Regions from separate parts of the Mus musculus genome. Here all the other regions are linked to region 2. The links are chromatin contacts, called in public Hi-C and HiChIP or PLAC-seq maps. All regions are on one chromosome and are shown on one strand. Each heading gives the region's core, a stretch centred on a gene start, on an enhancer-like site or on the middle of the called end of the contact. The rest is flanking DNA. Distances are from core to core; before and after follow the strand shown. Region 1 has its middle 30 kb from the start of Gm32663. Region 2 holds the start of Mdm1 (transformed mouse 3T3 cell double minute 1). Region 3 overlaps Gm32605 (a long non-coding RNA gene). Region 4 has its middle 6.2 kb from the start of Gm32663.

Region 1 (3,174 bases), core at 339-2,838, 160 kb after region 2:
CCAGGGATCCCCCTGTGTCCATCCCCAGTGCTGGGCTTACCACACTGGGGTTCTGTATGTGTGGGCCAGAGAGTCAAATTCACAGAGGAACTCGGAGACTTGTTTCATCCCCTCTGTCCCATGTCACTGGTGTCTTTAAGAAGTCAAAAAAACAAAAAACAAAAAAAGCAAACAAACCAAAAAAAAAAAAACAAAAACAAAACCAGACACTGCAGTCATCTTATTTTTTTAAGATTTATTTTTATTTTCACCCCCATTTAAATGTGTGAATGTGTGTGTGTGTGTGTGTGTGTGTGTGTGTGTGTAAATTGTGTGAAAGTGTGAATGTCTGTGAGAAGGTGAGAGTGTGTTGTGTGTGTGTTTGAATGTGTGTGAGATTGTGTTGTGTGTGAGAGTGAATGTATGTGTGTGTGAGTGTGTGAATGTGAGTGTGCACGTGAATGTGTTTTGTGTGTTGTGAGAATGTGTGTGTATGTGTGAAAGTGTGTGTTTGAATGTGTGTAAGAGTGTGTGTGAATGTGTGTATGTGTGAGTATATGTGAGTGTGTGTGTGAGTATGTGTGTGAATGTGTGTACGTGTGAGTGTATGTGAGTGTGTGTGTGAATACATGTGTGTAAATGTGAATGTGTATGTGAGTGTGTGTGAGTGTGTACTGTAAGCGTGTGTGTGTGTGTGTGTGTGTGTGTGTGTGTTTGTGTGTGTGTGTGTGTGAGCATGCGTTCATGCAATGTGTGCAGGTGTCCTTGGAGACCAGAAGCATAGCAGATACCCTGGAGCTGGAGTTACAGGAAGTTGAAAGCTGACTGACAAGGGCTCTGGGAAGCCAACTTGGGTCCTCTGAAGAGGAGGAAATACTCTTGACCAAGAAGCCGCCTCTTTACTCCCGTCCCACCCTTTCAGCGGAAATGTTTTGGTTTGGTTTGGTTTGGTTTAAACTCGAACGCTATCTAATTTAGTGTCAATTTTAGTAAATGTGCAGATTTGAGTTAAGTCACATAAACTGATAAATAAACCCGGATATAGGGAGATGTTTGGTCCTCTATTTTATGAAGTGCAGGATTTCATCATCGAAGGAACCAAAAGCCCCTTAAACACCGTCCCAGAGACCCCTGCTCACGATTGTGCTAAAGCTGCTCTCCACAGAGTTCCTGCTTCTGCTGCTCATTAGGAAAAGTACTTCAACACCCAGCAGAAAAGAATAATTAGCAAATCAATTAATTAAGGGCCTAGCAACACTCTTCCTGCCAGCCTCAGCCACAGCTTCCTTGTAAATAAGCTCTTTTGCCTACATTAAAGTCATTAGCTCTCCATATGTAAATAGTAAAGCCCTTGGATTTCAACGGACTGCCTATCAGGGAACAGATTTCAGTCCACCTCGATGTAGTCAGGATACTGCAGACAAAGAGCCATGCTGTCTTAACCAAGAACACAGCTATACATAGCTTCTGGGTCCATTCATTTCCCAGATTCACCTTTCCTCCTTGGGACATTAGCCAAACATCTATTTTAGTTATAACACAGACACAAGGAAACGCTATAGTAATTAAAGAAACCACCCATTTCCTTCCCCTGACGTTCCAGGAAGCCACGTTATTTCTGCAGACCAATCTCTATTTGCTGACAATTCGCCTGAGCTTGAACAGCCAAATAAAATGTCCTAGAAACTGTCCTTGCAGCGACAGCCAAGAACACATCTGAGTCTCGGCTCCTTCCACAGGAAAATGCACACCAACAAAATATGTGCTTGTGTGTATTTAAGACACGAGTGTCTAGGGTCTCATTAGGTTCTGAGAGATTTAAAGTCCTACCACCCTGTAAAAACAAGCGTTTGAAGGAACTGGCCCTAAAGTTAGCTGGGTCCTTTGCCAAATTCACCTCATATTTTTATTCCTGTGGTTATCCTCTTTTTAAATTACTGCTGTTTATTTTTGTGCCTCTTGCCATCGTCTCCATCGCCACTCTCTTTACAGTGAGTTTTAAAACAAACAAATCGTTTATATTCATATACACCTGCTGGCCATTTTAGCTTTTCAGCGCCTGTCCCCCAACACACACGCTGTCGTGTCTTGGAGTTTTGTTCCTTTCTCCTTTTTTGTTCTTTTTCTCTTCTTTTGTCATTTCTCTTCTCCACTCTAAAGAAGAATAAACTATCGGAAGCCAGCCTAACAGAAATGAAGAGGGTCTAAAGCAGTGGTTCTCAACCTGTAGGTCACGAGCCCTTTAGTGGTCAAATAACCTTTTCACAAGGGTCGCCTAAGACCATCAGAAAAAAATCAGATACTTACATTATGATTCATCACAGTAGCAAAATTGCAGTTATGAAGTAGCAACAAAAATAATTTTATTCCTCACCACAACATGAGAAATTGTATTCAAGGGCGGGAGCATTGGGAAGGTTGAGAACCACTGGTCTAAAGAGACGTTTGTGTGGCTTAATCCATCAGACTGTTGAAACGATGGATCCTAAGAAGAAATAAAAATGAAAGAGTCCCTAGGAATCTCGAGGCAGAAGAAGGAAAAGGCCCCAGGCAGAGCGGGGGATTTGTCTCCCAGGACCCGATTCTAACAACTCGGCAGACTGCCTTACAGGATGAGACTGTAGCCCAGAAGATGAGCCAGGGATGTGAGGGACCACCGGAACTGTTAGATGCGCACAGCCTTGGTTCCTGCTGCCCCTCCCCCAGCAGCTCTCCCCTGTGACCTCAACCCCAGCTTGCCACCACTGCTCCTGACCGCCTCACCAACCTCACCTTAATGTTGTGAAACCACCTTTTACACAAAGGCGTTCAGGAGGTGGGGCCAGTCCGGACCCTTTAACATCCATTCTGTGGGTTCTGGTTTGTTTGATTTGCTTAATGGAGACAAACCCATTACCTGCCATGGGATACTATAGCTTTGAAAGACCTGGGACCATCCATTTATACTTTATATTTAATGCAGCTGGTCAGCCTTGGGTCGTGCATCTGCCTTAATTTTTACGGTGTGATGGGTTTTGGGGATTTTTGTTTTTTGTACTAAGCAAGATTCTATGACTGCCAGCTGTCCCTTCTGATCCATAAGTTAAAACCAATGATTCTTTCTGACAATATTCAGTACTTATTGTAGAACTTGTGGCAAAGGTACTATTTGCCTAATTAGTTTAGGCAATTAATAATCTTTGCTGCCCCAAACTA
Region 2 (3,392 bases), core at 338-2,837:
GGCACTGACCAAAACCAGCAAGTTCCAGCCATGCCTCTGTTACCTACCCTTCCATTCTTCAAGTCTTTGAAAGTCCTCACCCTCAGGCTTGCTCCTCTCCGCTCAAACATTTCCAGAAAAGCCTCTTTCAGAACAACCAATCTCAGGCGTTTCCCCTTCAGTTTTACTATTCAACTTTTTTTGATATCATGCTATTTTATATACAACTCGATTTGATGAGTTTCTTTGTGTTTTTTGTTTGTTTGTTTGTTTTTGTTTGTTTGTACATAAGGGACTCTGGGATCGCAGTATAGCATCAATAAATATTTGCCAATTATACATGAGGCCAACACAGGTAGATTTTAATTGTTTTGTAAACAGAACCCAAGGTTTATTCAAGTTATGATAGCTATTGGTTTGCTCAACTTACCCAACTGATCCGATCTAAGTCCTGCCCATGAGTACTTTTGTCCCACTGAGGGATTATAAGACTCTGACAAATAGGACTTTTTCCACAGGAAGTTTCTCTGGTATTCACTCAGCCCCTATAATGAAAAGTGCAATTTGAGCACAGTGTAGTGAAGAGGTGTTTTAGCATCAGAAAGAAAAACAAAAACAAAAAAACCTCAACCTCTGAAGAGTGTTCTTGAAAGGCCCAAGAATGAGAATTAAACCCCAGTCAAGCTCCTTAATAATAGCTAATATTTACCCAGCCCTGGGCTAAGTAGCCCCTTAATCCTCACAACCACCCGAGCCAGACAAGCCGGAGTCCCTCAATGAGGCTGCGCTATAACTGGTTCTCTGATTCCAAAGTGTGGTAACAAACCTAAGTCCTCACTAGAGGTTTATCCTAAATTCATCGAGTGCATAATGTTATGGCTTTTAATAAAAGGCAATTAGAGAAAGACGTGTTCCCCTCCCACTCTGTCTGGCAAGCACTTTAGAATTAAAGAGTCCGGGATTACAGAAACACTGTGGCCACCTGTTGCGTGGAAAGGCGTTAGACACAGACAGCTATCTGGAACTGTGAGCAAAACCTAAAGCAAACGTGCAACTAGCAGGCTGCACACCTACCCACGCTCTCCTTTTACTGGGGCCCGCTTCCCAAGCGTTTAAAAGACCCGCGCGCTTTAAAGTTTTGCAGGAAAGGAGCTGAATGCTATCGGCAAGAGGAACCACAGGTGTCCTACACCGACAGCAGCCTTTCGTCCCACTGTCAAGGGCCCTCCTTCCGCCTCCGCTCCTGGCGACCCCAGACTGACGCCGTCAGGCCCCCATCGAACTCTCCCCACCCGCCCCTCCGCGCTGGGCCACCGGCCGGAGCATCCTCCGCCCCGCACAGGCTCCGGCCAGGAGGCTCGGTACGGCACAGGCGCGTCACGCACCCACCCCGCGGCGTCCCCGCCACCCGCCGCCCAGCCCCCGGCCTCACCTTGAAGCGCACCGGCATGTCGCCCTGCGCTGCGGAGCCTGCCCCGCCGACAGTTAACGGGAGCAAAAGCCCCGAGGGGGCGGGACGACGCGACAACACTGGTTCCCTAGCAAGATCCTGGACCCGGCGTCCCCGACGACGCGCCGGCGCACTCCGCGCCGCCCTCCCGCCCCGCCTCTCGGCCTTGCTCCGCCCATTTTGAGGCCTAAAGACCAATGGCAGCCCTCACCGTCATTACGATTAGACCAACCAGCACTCGTAAGGGCACGGCCCCGCTCCCTAATGGCGGGCGAAGAGCTGGCCAATGAGGATACCGGAGCTGCGGTGGGCGGAGCCCGCGGGAGCTTTGTTCAGGAGGCTGCAGGCAGAGTCCCCGCAGTGCGCGCACCGCAGCCTGTCTGTGTAGTGTGGCCGGGCTCGGCAAGAGCCTACCTCACTGGTTCCAGCTCCCTGACATCACAGAACGTGAAAGTGTGCCTGGCATTCCAGAATGCACGACAGAACCCACAGTCTCTTTGTCCATAAAGGAAATTGCCCCTAGAGTACCCGGCTGAAAAGAAGTTGCTAAGGAGAGAAGCGTTACACGAGCCTTGGGTCAAAAAGGATAGGTCCAAAAATACATACGACCTAGGATGATTCAAGTAAAGTTTATTAAGACCGCAAAGCCAACTCATCCTTTTTAAAAATAAAATTCCCTCTGTACACCAGGCTGGCCTGGAACTCAAAGATATCTACCTGGCTCTGTCTCCATAGTGCTGGGATTAAAGGCATGCACCACCAGTCCCAACATTGGGCAGGCAGAGCCAGGGAGATCTCTGCCTGGTCTACAGAGTGAGTTCCAGTATCGGGCTACACAGAAAAACTCGGTCTTGAAAGAATAAATAAAAATAAAATTCCATTTGACTTTTATAGGTTATTGCCCATCGTGAAACACTGCTAATTCTGAAAGTCCAGAAAAAAAATTACCCAGACATGCTAAATACATTATTTAGTCGATCATAATATACTATGTCCTGGGCTCGCTTTCCAAGTGAGAGGCATGAATGGGAAGTTTGAAGCAGAGTGGTCCCTGAGGGTAGAGATGATTAGAAGAGGCTCAGGGGTAATTTTCAGACTTGGCCTTGAAAATTACAACTGCAAGAAGAGGAAGATAAGATGATCAAGGCAGACATATGTCTGGAGAGAAGGTTGCCGGGGTTCTTCTAGGAATAATGAATTTACCTTTGTCCTGTGTTGGGATGTTCCCATCAACCCTTCCCAGTCCCTTCAAGTGCTTCCTGCAGACTCCTCTTCTTGGCTCCTAATTGATGTCTCCGATCTTCTTCATTATCATGGAGATAATTTAAAAATTCATTTGAAGAAGCCACCTGATATCTAAAACAGAGAGAATATTAAATAAGACCCTGTGCTGCCATGCATCCAGGAGACCTTTCGTTAATGTTAATCGGTGAGGACAGAACCCCAGTCCTGTGAATTAAAAATGACACAGGCAAGACACAGTGGAACATGAAATGAAACCCCCTGCAGGAAGCCAGCCAGGACCTTACAGGATAGGACAGAGCCGGTTCTGATTGTACACAAAGCTTTGTCACCACACAGTCTCAGGGGAAGTAGGTAGAAGAACATAGCCTGTCTGCTTAAAAAGGAACAAAGGCGATTGGGATAAAGCTCTGCTGGGCAGGGAATCAATGACAAGAAACGCATGTGGCCGTTGGTAAAGATGACTTGGTGACACCCAGCTTTGCTAGAGATGTATTGCAGGGACTCAAGGGAGAAATGTTTACTTTGTCACGGTTAAGCAAAAATCAACTCCCCCCACCCCCCACCCTGGGGAAATGAATCAAAGATATGGAATAAAAAAAAAAGGTTTGAACACTGAATAAATTATGTAGTCTCTGTGTTACCAACAACTCTTGCCAAAAAAAAAACCACAAGGATGGAGTGGATTCCAAAATCCCACACACATTTTTCAAGATTCAAT
Region 3 (3,429 bases), core at 353-2,852, 240 kb after region 2:
CGTGTGTTGCTTTTCTAAGGGAAACACAAGCTGAAGGAGTCTAGGCTGGTATTTCAGCCTAATTCCCTTTTATTATCAGCCTAATCTTGGATCATGTAAATGATGATCGTACTATATCCGTCAGGATGCTCTGCATGAAAAGGGCTCAGTCATAGCTTATCCTCATTCAGAGTGAATCTAGAGATTCAATTAAATGATGCCCCGCCAGAGCTCAGTTCTAATACGGACGGAGGGATGTTTTGACGTTCGATGCTTGTCTTAGGTTAATAGCACTGTCAGGTTGTATTAATGGGTTATTAACTCGATGACTTGACTTCCCAATTTGAGAAAGAGGTCAGCTAGGTAGTTACACCTACTGATATGCCTTAGCAAAATTTCACTTACCTGAGAATATTACTATGAGCAGAGAATGTACGGATAAATGCATGTAAAACAAGAACAAATAAAAAAAAAATTGGGGCCGGGCGTGGTGGCGCATGCCTTTAATCCCAGCACATGGGAGGCAGAGGCAGGCAGATTTCTGAGTTCGAGGCCAGCCTGGTTTACAAATTGAGTGCCAGGACAGCCAGGGCTACACAGAGAAACCCTGTCTCGAAAAAAACAAAAATAAAGAATTTTTTTTGTGCCAGACTTTGGATAATTAAAGAAGGTATTTTAGTATTTTAGGATGACTACAAATCCATTGTTTTAGGGCTGTGGGATTTATTTTCTATTTTACACCTTATTGGCTTTTTTTTAATGATGCTATTTGTCTACTTTATTATAAGAGCCTGGATTTCACTAATTAATTATTTTTAATATATAGATCAGGTTAGCCTTTGAATAGTCTGTGTAGACTGTAATGACCTTCAACTCCTGATTCTCCTGCCTCTGCCTCCCAAGGATTATGTGTGAACTACTATGCCTAGCGGGAGTCTTGCTTTATACAGTCAGATTTTTATACGTATTAAATTATTAATTTTAGACTGTACATATTATATGAGAAAAAAATCCAGTAACACTGGCAAATTGAAAAGAAAAGTTCCAGAAATAAAAAAGATTTCCCTTTTGGATCTTTTGGATTTTGTGATATGTATGTATGTATATATATATATATATATATATATATATATATATGTATGTATGTATGTATGTATATATATATACACACACACACCACACCCACATTATATATATATATGCATATATATACACACATATGAATACACATACATATATGTGTGTGTATACATATACATATATCCCATCACCAGATTTGGTCCTAGCGTAGATACACATACCTGAAAAGTCTAGTATGTGGACTCACCCTCTCTTTCACCCTAGCGTCCCTGATTGTCAAGAATCCTTTGGGAAATAAATATTAGGTGTCGTTTGGACTTGGCAGTTATACCTCATTCTCAAAGATTTTCAACTCGTTTTGAAAATTGGATATCCTTGGGTGTTTACAAGACGTAGATTTAGAATCTTAAAGTCCTTTCCTTACCCCGCTAAAGACTCCTTTCCTACCAACCGCCTTCTGACTGACATTAACATACTGGAGTCTAACCAACTTCAAAGATTGTAAAAACAGCTATGACGTCTGGTGTTTGTGGAGTCCTTTCCACGTCCCTCCAGTCAGGCAACATGTGACTATACCAGGAAGCTTCCCACCCACACACAGCCCTGAGTGACTCTGTCCAGAAAGTGGATGCTTTAACCAAGAACCTCTCCAGCCCCATCTGTTTCAGAAAGCCCTGAAATTCGGATCTAGGACCCCACCCTCTCTGATCTGTCCCTCATCCTGGGGCAGTCTCCAGCCTCTACTCTGGTCCACCCGTCTCACCTCAGATCCACTCGGCTGATCCACAGGCCTGCCCTAGGCTCTCTAACAACAGCAAAACAACTGACTTGCACCGAATACTTTGGGAGTTGGGTCACAGGAGGGTGGAGGACCACAGTGGGACTGAGGGGCTGCGGGCAGGCTGGTCCTCCCATTGGCTCAGCCCTCTCCTCCTCCCCAGCCCCACGCGCTTGAAGTTCCTGCCAAATCGCTGCCTTTGTCTCAGAAACATTCCGCCCACACCCCAAACCCTCAGGAGCTCTCTTCTGCTCTCCAAACTCTCGGGGTATTTTTCAAAGTAAATACATTTCCCATTCTGAGAAGGATTCTGGTGCCAACTTTAATAAGAAAACATTCCTCGGCCTTATCACGTACGATGCACCAATTTAATCACGATTTTCTTTTTTAAATGTTAGAGCGTCCAACGTTCGAATAGACAGCAGGAGGTTTCCATGTATTTTAGAGCTCGGGAAGCCTAACTCTTACCAAAAATAAAATCATTTAAAAACAAAGGGGGAACCCACAGGCAGAAGTGCCCGGCGCGGGGGAGGGGCGGGGGCGGACGGCTAACAGCTGGTTTTCAGCGCTGGTTCCTAAGTGGAGCTTTAGAGAGGAGTTACTTGTCATCAGAGCTTCCAAAGTCAAGTTACATAAAACAGAACACTCCCTTTTACTTTCTAGACACCCACTGTGGTCGCAGCGAACTGCGAACTGCGACCCAGCGCGAGGAGACGCAGAGGATGCACGCCCTTCGTTTGTGCGGGGATCACCAAGTCCTCTGGTCCTCTCTTAATTGAGGGATTGGCACACCCGAGATGACATCACAAATTCCTTGAATTTTCCTTAGAAACAGCCACTGCCCTGTCACTTAGGATGGACTGTGAGAAGTCCTTTTCTGAAGGAAATACATCTATCTGGAAGCCACTAAATTGCATCTAAATATAGATTAGTTTACTGAGCGAGCAGGAGCCAGTGCCTCTGAGGTATTTTATTTCTGTGATATAATGAATTTCACAACTGAATGTGAATAAAGGAAAGTTGCCTCTCTCTCTCTCTCTCTCTCTCTCTCTCTCTCTCTCTCTCTCTTTCTGGAAATGTTTTGTGGAGATATTATGTCCCCACCACTACATGCTGGCTCAGTTGATAATGGCTATGTGAACTGTTTCTTGAAAGGGGTATAATTTCCACATAATTTGGGGAGTGTGGTTATTATTCAGATATTTATACATAATTATTACAGCTTCCCTTAGAATGAGTTCATGTGTCCTATGTGTCCATGGTCAAGCCTAACTCGGCTATTAATTTCTCTGATTCATTGTGTTTTATCATCACAGTGGGTTTTAATAACACAGTCAGTTCTGCTGTCTCCACAAAAGGAAATGCTCTTCCAAAGGGACGGTCTGCCAAACCTAAATAACTTCTGCAGTCTTCTACAGTCAGTATCAGCTTGTACCACTGAAAAACAATGCACCGTGTTGGTGTTGGTGTTGATGATGACCACAAACTCAGGTTGTTGGGGTTTTTATTATTATTATTATTATTTGGTTGGTTTGGCTTGATTTTGGTTGTTTTGTTTGAGACAGGGTTACTCTATGTAACCCAGGCTGCCC
Region 4 (3,133 bases), core at 236-2,735, 130 kb after region 2:
CTCGAACTCAGAAATCCGCCTGCCTCTGACTCCCAAGTGCTGAGATTAAAGGTGTGCACCACCATGCCCGGCTCAAATCCAGTTTTAAAAGCAAATCTTTTTCTCTTAATAATCTTTAAGATGTGTCCTAGAACCAAATGTTGCAGCAACCCAAGATGCTAATTACCCATTAATGTCTTTAAACAGCATTTTTTTGTGGCCTTGCAGAAAACCCAACGTTTAAATCTGTGACAATGAACACAGTAGGTTAGGGCTTCCGTAACACCCCCGACGCAGAAGAAATACACCACGCAAATGAAGAGCAAACCTGACACAGGCAACAATGGTTCATTTCGGTATGGAAAGCCCTGGCAGGGACTTCTACAGAAACGCAAGCCTTCAGCATCCCCTAGGAGCCTTTATTCACTGCCAGGAAAAGCTGGGACAGGAGACTTCACTTCTCTGAGGATGGGGGTGGGGCTTTACCTCACTTTCCTTATTCAAGGGCCTTCCTCTGCCCCCTGCCCAGCAGTAATGGAATGAGCAACCCAAATAATGTGCACACTAATTAAATCTTCTATAGAGGTGGGAGGGAAAGAGTCTGGCAAGAGGCCAAGTCGTTTTAATATTTCCTGGGGGAGAAGAGATAAGAACTTAGTCAATCTAATCGAAAGAAAAAGAGACAGAGAGACAGAGAGACAGAGAGACAGAGACAGAAAGAAAGGATGGAAAGAAAGAAAACAAAAGTGAAAGAAAAAAAAAGAAAAAAGTCTATTCCTTCAAGACTCAAGCACCCCAGTTGTAATTGATTGATACCATTTAGAGGTAATCTAGCAGCACTGAATAATTTATTTTAAAATAACAGATGTGGAAACATGAAGCTACACTAGCCACTGTCCAGCAGCACATGTACTCATGATGAATACCATGCCAAGATCAAGCCTTCGTCTTTGTTTTAAAGATTTCCAGACACCTCGTTTTAGTAGTTAAATTTAGGAAGGCAGTAATTTCGAGCCAATGGGTGAGACTGGATTATAAATCTTCATTCCATGAATACAGGCCAATCTTACTGGGCACCGTGCAGGGACGTCAGAAAGACAGTAGAGGATGGAGAAACAGGCCCGCCCTTCACCACAGGCTTGCTTCCGTCAGATCCTTCCTGGTGATAAAACACCTGAAATACATCAACCTATAGAGACAAAAGACTTAGTGTGTTCATGGTTTGGAGGGGCTGACTCATGGTCTCTGGATTATAGTTTGATCAGTGAATAATTGAGTCTGGTACCTATCTGCCAGGACTCCAATATCTGCCCTGTGGAAAGTGAGAGACCCAGCACTGCCTGTGTCCTGCCCACAGCTGGGACCTTTCTGAGTCCTTTGCATAGCGTCTGCTGTGAGGCAAGATTTCTGGTCCACATTTCTGCCAGTGTTGACCTCACTGTCTACTCTCCTATCACCGTAGTGAGACAGACGCCGTGTCAGGGAGTACAGCTGCTGCCTCCTGTGCCCAGGAAGCAGAGTAAAAGGAAGAGGCTGGAGGCCCAGCAGTCTCTTCAAGGAGAAACCACCAACTACATACCTTCCTTCCGCTAGTCCCCACCTCTTAAAGGTCCCACCACCACGACCACGAATAACAACAATATTCCCAAAGCAGTATGACTGGCAGCCAAGCCTTTAACGAAAGCCCCTCTGAGGAATATTTAAGATCTGAATATAATAAGCGAGGAAGACCAACAATAAGTACCAAATAAATAGAAGAAATAAATTCAATGATCAGAGGCAGTGATAAATCTACTCTCATCTCACATTACAGCTCCGTGAACCACTTATAACATCTACGAACTCTCGATTTCAGCTACTGTTAAGACAATAAGGTTGGGTTTTTTCCTCAATGTGGTAAAAGTCATGTGTCTCCATAAAGAATGATTTAACACAGTATTCTAATTTCTCCCACTAAAAGAACCTATATTACTCACCATAGCCTATTAAAGTATTAGATTGGTATTTGTTCTATCAACATATTTAAAGTCCTATAAATAATTTACAACTTTAAAATACAAAGCTTTACAAATAGCCTGGCACTCCCTTCCTCACCACTAATGAACACTCCTTTTCTTGCTAGTACATCTAACACCTGTTCTTTCTAGTTTCTAGTACAAACAAGGCACCAGCCATGTAATACTTCTGTCAGGGTGGGACAGATTATAATAGAGATGAACATTTTCAGGGGTTTAGCATCATGGCCTTCATAGAATACACATGTCCATGATGAAGTTGGCCAAGCAAACTCACTGAACTGCTATTAGTATAAAAACAAAGCACATACAGCTATGTACAGACTATACTCGATAATATCAATAAAGGACTCACTGGGCATGCTAGTACATGCCTGGTGTCCAAGCACTTGGGAGGCAGAAGCAGGAAGATCAGGAGTTCAATGACAACCTCAGCTACAGAACAAGTTTGAGACCAGCCTGAGATCCAAGTCATTCTTGAGTGTGGTGTGTGTGTGTGTGTGTGTGTGTGTGTGTGTGTGTGTGTGTGTGTTTGATTTAATCTCATGCTATTTTCCCCCACCGTGGCAATAGGCAATATCACATACACACATGCACACACACATGCATACACATATACACAAGTGTGTACACATATATACGCACACATATACACATATACACATACATACATACATACATACACACATACATACATACACACATATACATACATACATACACATACATATACACACACATACATGCATACATACACACACATACATATACACAACATACAAACACATGCATACACACACACACGCCTAGGGATATAGTGGACCATGCCATCTAGATGTATGACATATATTCTCACAGACACAAGCTTGCTTAGTGATATATTTCACATAAACTATCTCCAATGTTTAATATCGTGACTGTAGAATATGGGATCAAGTCTCTGTTCTACCTCGGATAGTTTCAACCATCGCCTACTAGCAGAGGAGCAGGCAACAGAGACAAAGCGTGGTCCCATCAGCTTCCTCTCCTGGAGCCTTTTGGAATGGCTGCCCTGCTCACCCCTCAAACTCTACATATTCCTTTCACTCCCTGAGGAATGGCTACCACTTCCCAGCACTTCCCTGTGAACCATCCCCTCC

What was found. Hi-C and Micro-C count contacts between places; a contact is called where the count stands out from the background. HiChIP or PLAC-seq counts read pairs in DNA pulled down with a chosen protein or histone mark.
Region 1: an H3K27ac HiChIP or PLAC-seq map of the HPC-7 cell line shows a contact between it and region 2, with 7 times the contacts expected there. The contact joins the enhancer-like site here to the promoter of Mdm1 in region 2. A contact is called at or near these places in 1 of 15 datasets of contacts at CTCF or cohesin (CD8 T cells), 2 of 484 Hi-C or Micro-C datasets (nephron progenitors and rod photoreceptor), 1 of 115 datasets of contacts at active chromatin or transcription factors (the HPC-7 cell line) and 3 of 9 other capture datasets (adipose tissue, liver and pancreatic islet).
Region 3: a contact with region 2 is called in a Hi-C map of uterus, with 6 times the contacts expected there. The contact joins the enhancer-like site here to the promoter of Mdm1 in region 2. A contact is called at or near these places in 5 of 39 promoter capture datasets (embryonic stem cells, frontonasal cranial neural crest, hematopoietic stem and progenitor cells and 2 more), 6 of 484 Hi-C or Micro-C datasets (bone marrow-derived macrophages, cerebellar granule neurons, forebrain and 3 more), 8 of 115 datasets of contacts at active chromatin or transcription factors (CD8 T cells, bone marrow-derived macrophages, effector CD8 T cells and 4 more) and 3 of 9 other capture datasets (adipose tissue, liver and pancreatic islet).
Region 4: a contact with region 2 is called in a Hi-C map of the N1E-115 cell line, with 5 times the contacts expected there. The contact joins the enhancer-like site here to the promoter of Mdm1 in region 2. A contact is called at or near these places in 4 of 39 promoter capture datasets (the C10 cell line, second pharyngeal arch cranial neural crest and trophoblast stem cells), 1 of 15 datasets of contacts at CTCF or cohesin (CD8 T cells), 4 of 484 Hi-C or Micro-C datasets (the N1E-115 cell line, bone marrow-derived macrophages, nephron progenitors and 1 more), 2 of 115 datasets of contacts at active chromatin or transcription factors (the SCID.adh cell line and effector CD8 T cells) and 3 of 9 other capture datasets (adipose tissue, liver and pancreatic islet).

Annotation. Positions count from the first base shown.
Region 1 is chr10:117,981,140-117,984,313 of GRCm38.p6, reverse strand. No RefSeq gene overlaps it. Among named protein-coding and RNA genes, the nearest start is that of Gm32663, 30 kb to the left of the region's middle. Within about 2 kb of position 1,588, at least 77 of the 459 cell types and tissues checked have an H3K27ac peak or open chromatin away from gene starts, as enhancers often do. A contact at or near this core is called in CD8 T cells, the HPC-7 cell line, adipose tissue and 2 more, where this site is marked.
Region 2 is chr10:118,139,982-118,143,373 of GRCm38.p6, reverse strand. It overlaps Mdm1 (transformed mouse 3T3 cell double minute 1), which reads right to left and starts at 1,587. Exons shown (of 14, transcript NM_148922.3): 1 at 1,412-1,587; 2 at 410-524. The coding sequence starts at 1,429.
Region 3 is chr10:117,904,919-117,908,347 of GRCm38.p6, reverse strand. Gm32605 (a long non-coding RNA gene) reads right to left here. Exons shown (of 6, transcript XR_872076.3): 6 at 2,187-3,429. Among named protein-coding and RNA genes, the nearest start is that of 4933411E08Rik, 19 kb to the left of the region's middle. Within about 2 kb of position 1,602, at least 233 of the 459 cell types and tissues checked have an H3K27ac peak or open chromatin away from gene starts, as enhancers often do. A contact at or near this core is called in CD8 T cells, adipose tissue, bone marrow-derived macrophages and 10 more, where this site is marked.
Region 4 is chr10:118,005,358-118,008,490 of GRCm38.p6, reverse strand. No RefSeq gene overlaps it. Among named protein-coding and RNA genes, the nearest start is that of Gm32663, 6.2 kb to the left of the region's middle. Within about 2 kb of position 1,485, at least 55 of the 459 cell types and tissues checked have an H3K27ac peak or open chromatin away from gene starts, as enhancers often do. A contact at or near this core is called in CD8 T cells, the N1E-115 cell line, the SCID.adh cell line and 1 more, where this site is marked.